Regions from separate parts of the Gossypium hirsutum genome. Here region 2 is linked to region 1. A link is a contact called in public Hi-C data. All regions are on one chromosome and are shown on one strand. Each heading gives the region's core, a stretch centred on a gene start, on an enhancer-like site or on the middle of the called end of the contact. The rest is flanking DNA. Distances are from core to core; before and after follow the strand shown.

Region 1 (3,688 bases), core at 595-3,094:
GTATGTCAACAATTGTTGCTAATGTGACGTTTGTTAACGGTCACATTAATGGTGCCGTGGAATATTAACCGTCAATGTTAGTTAAAGGGTTTAGCTAATCAATTTTGTTAATTTAAGGACTCAATTGATTTTTAAAAAAAAGTTTAAAGTTCATACTATTAAACTTTAATAAAACAAAGTGTATTTATTACTATTATCTTATGATGGATCTTTAAGCTTATTCCAACATCCAAACAATTTCAAAATGCAATTTATTCATAATGGAAAACAATATATGTTGGGACCAAAAACAAAATGAAGTCAAGAACAAAATAAATTATCACTATTTTATTTCTAAGATCATTATGAAGTGCCATTGGAGTTTGGAGGAACAAAGAAAGGTAAAAAGAAAAAAAAAAGGGGGGGGTCTCGAAATAGTGAGATAGCAATAGAATTCTTATGTTTACAAGGATAATGATTTGCATGAAGACATAACATTTTGTCATCTATATGTATGTATAGAATGCATGGTAATCTAAGACAGTAGATCCAAATATGGACCAAAGGGGAGAGCTCCTTTTGTTTGTCGAGGATATAGAAAAAGATGGTGGTGCCACTGTCACTGCCACTGCCAGAGTTACCTTTATTGGTTGCAGAGAAAATTTTGGGGACTGCAAGTTGTCAAAAAAGCTCCTTGTCTCCAATACATATATACCTACGTAACTAAAACTCACACAGCTTAAGAGAGAGATGTATATTGGAAAAGGAAAAAAACAAAAGAAAGGTAATAAAGCCTAAAGAAGAGGGGGAAGAATACACAACTCACTCCCACGACTTCACATATCGATGAAGCTTCTATCTTTATAATGTGCATAACTAAAGTTAAAAAGTTTATGCATCTATCTATCTATCTATATGCTTCCCTTTTCTCTCTCTCTCTCTCACTAACTAAGTGTCATTGTAATTAGAGTTAAACTTCCAAGTCCATCCAATGGATGAATTACAATCATGATGATCAAAGTATATAAAAGATGGTAATAGGTAGGCACGTTCTTCCATGCAATTCTATATCATTTGTAAACCTCTCTAAAGCACTTTGGATTCTATTTGTTTAATCGTTTGGCAGCCTTTAGTAATTTGTGAATTTCAGAAATTTTCTGTACAAAAGTAGACTATTCGGTCCAGAAGCTTCTTCTGTCTCACTCCCAACCCCACTCTCAAGTAGTTTTCATGTCTTTTTTTCTTTTCAAAGTGAAAGCCATAGTATTTCTTATTAATTTAATTATTCTCTGTTATATATATATATATATACCTTCATTTTATTGCACAACTGCATGATTTTTTTACCATATATCCTGTTCATCTATAAAAGTCTCGATTTTTATTTTTACTAACATTCTTTAATTGCATATTACACTTTTTAAGAGATAGGTTATATGTCTGAAATTGAAGATTTGTTCAAAATATGGAAGAATTCTGAAAATAAGTTTAGCCAAAAATATGGCTGTATGTACCCAATCCGACCTATTGCACTTTCACAACAATGAAAGAGTAGAAGGCTACGATGGAAAGAAAGTTTCAAGGAGGGTGAATAAATTATGAACACCCACCATGACAGTGAAATGTTATAAATTATATGTTGTAGATGTTAGCACAAGAAGTTAAGCAACAACTTCCAACTTTTCTGACATATTTTGAGTCGAAGCATGTAAACCAAAATTTACCCATTTTAGTTCGAATATTGGAACCCACATTTTCTTCATGGCCTATTTGAAAGAAGAAATCGAAATGTTTCAAAGCTGTCCAAGTAATGAGGCAACAAAATCACCCATGTCCACCACAGCCCAAAATCAGTACATAGCCCATCTCATTCCCAAATGGGACCGCCATTCGTACTAAAACTATGGGCTTCTTTATCTATCAAATTTTTTGTTCTTTTTTCCTTTTTTATGAAAAAGTAAATGTTTTAGATTCTACCCTGTTTCTTTCTATAAATAGAAATTATAATTAAAAAGAAAAATGAAAAGATTTGAACATTACTTGCATCATTTAAAAGCTTCTACTTTTTCACTATTTAGGATGTCCATTGCCATATGAGTACAAGCAAATGGTAGCTGTCAAACACCGAGTTAGATAGCACTTGCCTACTCGGGTAACTCAAAATGTTGTTTGCCACTTTGCCTTACCAGAGCTGTGATCGGATCAGATTTAATATTATCAAACTCTAAATTTATTTGAATTCATAAATGATTAGTCAAGTCTATTTAAATTTACTTAACAAAAAAATAAATAATTGAACAAATTTAAAATAGTTCAACAATTTATAGAATACAAGTTAAAATTTGTAATTACCCAAACCAAAAACGCTATATAAATAATTATTTTTCAAAAAAATTATATATAAGAATTATTGTTATCATTTATTTACTTGATTTTTTTGAAATATTTATAGTAAAAAAAATAGTTTGAAACTTTACCCTATAACGTCCAAAGTCTTGAAAGAAAACTTAATTTGTCAAAATAAATTTCAAAATCCAAAATTAGTGTGAAAAATTAAAAGTTAGACTCAATTCAAGAATTTCAAAAATCAATAAAATCGAATTGAACTCACCACTAAAACTTACTCATTATTTTTAAAGCAAAAAAAATAGAAATATGTTTTATTCAATAGTTAATAATTATATTATTTATTAAAATAAAAAATTAACAAACGTTTTTAAATATTATGGATTATAATTTATATAAATAAAAAAGTATTATAAGTTAGAAGATAGATGAAAATTGAAATCAAAGTGAATATCTTAAACAGTATTTTTTGAATTTATTTTAGAAAGCAAGTGAACCAAGCTTCCAAGTTTTGCGTAGTGTTGTAGGGGCCATAACGTGGACTCCAGTAACATTCAACCAACGGCCACAACAAAAACAACATGGATAATAATTGATTTCACATGTAATTATTGAAATGTCTACGTTAAATATATTCTTTTGGGTAAATTCCATCTAAAGTCACTCCAAAATAAGATTCCTTTCATTTTGGTCATTTTAATTTTTTTCTCAATTTAATTGCTCTAATTAAGATAATTGTTCGAACTAATCATTGCTGTTAAAAACTCTGTTAATCCACTAACGGATTGTTGATGTAACACATTAGCCAATTGAATGGCCACTTGTGACATTTTTTTTTTACTTTTGATTTAAGCTTAAAGACCTATATGTAATTATGTTGTCTTCGATATCGCGTTCGGTTTCCTCAGAGACAAATAAAAATCTAATACCATTGACACAATTCTTTTGTTTCTTCCATTTCTCAAACGCAAAGCCTTACTGATGACTAATATCTTTAATTTGTTTGGGCATGTCTTAGTTTCATTATCATTGCAATTGTTTTGCTGCAATTATTGACTTGAAATTCGTTGATGTTGAAGGGGAAGATGTATATTCTTCTTCTCGAAACAACAGCAGTACCAAATTATGATTCTACAAGTAACAACTCTCATATTGTTCAAATTGATACCTTATCTGATGAATTTGGGAGTTCTTTTACATTGGTTTCCCTCAGAGAGCAGCTCAAATAATGAGGCCTCTCGCTTTTCTCTATGATTCAATTTTTATACATAATTACAGAGGTCTCAACACATGGATGGATCATCATCATGAACTATCTGCATATGAAAAAGCATTTTATTTTAGCATTTAACAACATAAATGT
Region 2 (3,688 bases), core at 574-3,073, 87 kb before region 1:
CAGGCCAACAACAAAAAAATTTGATTATTTTTTGGTACTTGGTGGTGGCCATTGATAGGCCAGCACAAAAAAATTTTGATTTATTTTTGTACTTGGTGGTGGCCATTGACAGGCCAGTACTAATTTTTTTTAAATACTGGTATTTTTGTATACCAATATGATACGATTTAAAAAAATACGAGTTGGTGGTGGCCATTGATAGGCCAAAACTAAAAAATTTAATTTTTTAAAGCCTGACACAATTATCAGGCAATCATGGGTCCAAAATACAAGTTGGTGGTGGCCATTGATAGGCCAAAACCCCATTCTACTGTTTATTTCAAGTCATTTTAGTGATTGTTTTTGAACCTGGGTCATTTTTATAAATATTAAATTTTTTTAGGTCACTTTAGTAAAATAGTCTCTTCTCAAAAAATTCGGTGGTAAAAAATAAAATTTTAAACAAAATTAAGTAACTGTAGTTATATATAAAATCTTTATAAAACAACAAAAAATAAATAGACTATAAAGGATTCAACCCAACATTAATAAAAATTATACATAAAACTTTTACTGCTCCATCTATAATTTATTCAAATAATATAATTTTATACCAAGATTTTACTTTCATTTACCTCCTGAGTGCCACATAATCTAATTTTTATTATGTTAATTTGATTGCCAAAAAATATAAACTAAAATGATAGAAATAACAAATATATTTTTATTAATGTTGGGTTGAATCCTTTAAATAAAAATAAATACAACACATGGTGCAACTTGAATGTAGGGCATCATATTCTTTAAATCCTCAATTTTACTATTTTAAAAAAACTAATTTATGTTTTATTTTTTTTATAAATGTGTTCTTTTACTAGTATTTTTGTTTATCCTCATTGTGAGTTTAATATAATCTAGTTATAAATAATTATTTTTTATATCTAAAGTAATATAATCCTCGATCTTTAATACCTATGTGTTAGGTGGTATAAAAAATTATTGTAACAAATACTCTATTTTTATAATTAATTTGTTTTTCACCTTATTTTTGTAATTAATTATTTAATTATTTAATATTATTTTTATATAAAAAAATCAATTTAGTTCTTATATTATTAAAAAGAATAAAAAAGTCAAATATTAACAAAGCTAACATTTACTATTTATAAAATGTCATTTATTGTTTGTTACTATTTTTAAAGTTTGTATTATCCTGCAAATGAAATCTTTTATTTAGGATTGAACTTAAAATAACAAAAAATCATGTCATTTTTTAAATAGTAAATATTAAATGGGTAAATTATTATTAATCATTAAATTATGGGTAACCTTTCGTTTTGGTCACTGAATTATTTAAAAGTTTTCATTTAAGTCATAGGACTGTTAAAACCGATGCTATATGACTTTTTTTATTCACATTGTTTGCACCAATCGGAAGCTTTCTTTCTCTTTCTTTTCTATAGTTCAAGTTCTATTTCATGAAACAACTTTAGATATCACGAATCTGCGAATCAAAAATTCAAATAACTTTTTTCTTCGATCTCCGACATTGACCTTTAGATCAACTTGGAATTAAAGTATGTTTTCCTACTCGTCGATGAATACTAATCTACCTACTGATTGTTGAATCGTCACTTAGAGCTTGTTGGTGAAACTTTAAAAAAAAAAGCTTAATTACCTAATGGCTTAAATAAAATTAGTGACTTAAATGAAAAGTTTAAAATAATTTAATGATTAAATTATAATTTTTTTAATTAAGTGATTAACACAAAAATTTAATTATAATGTAGTCACTAACTTAAAACTTTTTTTACAAGTAGAGGGACAATTTAATAATAGAATTGGACAGAAATATCTTGACCCAAATGGTGCGTATTGTGCTTTCGCAAAGAGTGGTTTATAATCCAATAGCATATTAAGCTTCTTAAAAAAAACCAGGAGCATCTTGTTTGGCTGAAGAAAAGAACAATTTTGGTTCCTTTCGTCTCACATAACATAAGGATTTCTGCACCAAATATTCTTGCTTTACCAAACCCCCAAAACTTTTACTGTGTTTCTTTATTCTGCTGGTTTACATATAATACGATATAAATAAACCAATTTTATCAAAGAAAATAAGTGGAAGATGAGATGGGTAATTTTCTTTCTAAACGGAAGCTGAAGCAGATGCAAATTTTTGAATATTTAAAAAAAAGAACATCCATGGCCGCCGCACCGCTGCAAATTTCTACTCGCGGAGGGGAAAGCACTGCTCCGATTAATGAACCTTCCGGGCCACAAAGAAAGCAATCTACAAAGCAGAAGTATGGGTTTATTCCTGATCATTTCTCAACCTTCGATCAGGTTCCCTCTCCAACTTTAAATCTAGTTCAAATATCTTCTTCTTTATTATTATATTTTTGTTGATATTTGGAGGGGGCATAATTCGCTAGCTAATGGTATATTTTTTTTCTTCTTTTTTACACATAGAGAAAGTGTTTTATTATTCTAAAAGAATTAGTAAGAGAAAATGTTTAATTAGGTAGTTGAATTTAAAGTTGACTTAGGTGTGATGATGCTGGGATTAAGTCATTTTGGAGCTAATTAGTTTATGATGGGTTTGGATGGGTGACTGGGTGCGGTGCGGTGCGTTTAGCTTACTTTTTGTCTCACGCTACAGTATCACTACAGTATCTAATCTCACCGCCACCGTTATTTTTATACTAACCGCAGGTAAACGCACTGTCCATCCAAATTCACCCTTAGAGTCATTTGGTGCGTTTGGGGGGGTACCGGATTATAGAGAAGAGAGAGGAGTTGATTTTTGTATTATTATATACCATAATGTTTTATAGTCAACGGTATCTGTCAGTCTCAGTTTTCGTCTGAATACAATCATATTTAGGGTGGGTTTGGATGGGCTAGATTGGGTGCGGTGCGGTACGTTTAGCTTGCTTTTTGTCTCACGCTACAGTATCGCTACAGTATCTAATTTTACCGCCACCGCTGTTTTTACACTAACCGAAGGTAAACGCATCGCCCATCCAAACTCACCCGTAATAAGATCTCTACTCCGATGCAATCAGTTCCTATATTTATGCTTTTCATTTATCTAATTTACAACTGAGGTTAAAATTGGTTCTTATAAATAATTATTTTTTAAATATAAAGTAAACCCAATAAACACGAATTATTCCATTTCAATTTGTATAACATATTTCATGGATAAAAATTATGTAGCATGCCAATTTTAATATTTTAAAAAAATAATAATGTCGCATTATGAAGTCTAGTCCACTAGTATCTTGTCACTTGCCGCGCGCTTTATGCAGCGTATCCCAAATTTCCAAGTCAATCATAACTTCAACTTCAAATATTTCAACTTATTAATCATAGCGTAGGCATGCTTCAGAGGTGATTTATCAATTCAGCCGCATAAATTTGACAAATAAACTTGGTAAACAAGTTAAAAATAAAAAATAAAAATCTCTTTTGGATAAAAATTTCGACTTTATTTTAAAATTCAATTTTTAAGAAATAGAAAGATAAGCTTCACTGCCTTCATGTTTACAAGTTCACTATAGCTAAAAACTCCAAGTAAAATCACATGCAAAGGAATTATGTGTTGGTCATTATACCTGCATGAGCAGCTAATTCGTTATATAATTCATCTTAGGGGCAATGTATTGATGTTATAGCATAATCATGAAACATGTATGTTGACACCTCT

The links. Hi-C and Micro-C count contacts between places; a contact is called where the count stands out from the background.
Region 2: a contact with region 1 is called in a Hi-C map of leaf, with 3 times the contacts expected there. The contact joins the promoter of LOC107893539 here to the enhancer-like site in region 1. A contact is called at or near these places in 6 of 34 Hi-C or Micro-C datasets (anther, hypocotyl and leaf).

Annotation. Positions count from the first base shown.
Region 1 is chrD13:46,260,402-46,264,089 of Gossypium_hirsutum_v2.1, reverse strand. No RefSeq gene overlaps it. Among protein-coding and RNA genes, the nearest start is that of LOC107893533, 11 kb to the left of the region's middle. Within about 2 kb of position 1,844, at least 2 of the 9 cell types and tissues checked have an H3K27ac peak or open chromatin away from gene starts, as enhancers often do. A contact at or near this core is called in leaf, where this site is marked.
Region 2 is chrD13:46,347,317-46,351,004 of Gossypium_hirsutum_v2.1, reverse strand. It overlaps LOC107893539 (E3 ubiquitin-protein ligase RGLG4), which reads left to right and starts at 1,823. Exons shown (of 11, transcript XM_041108954.1): 1 at 1,823-2,322. The coding sequence starts at 2,110.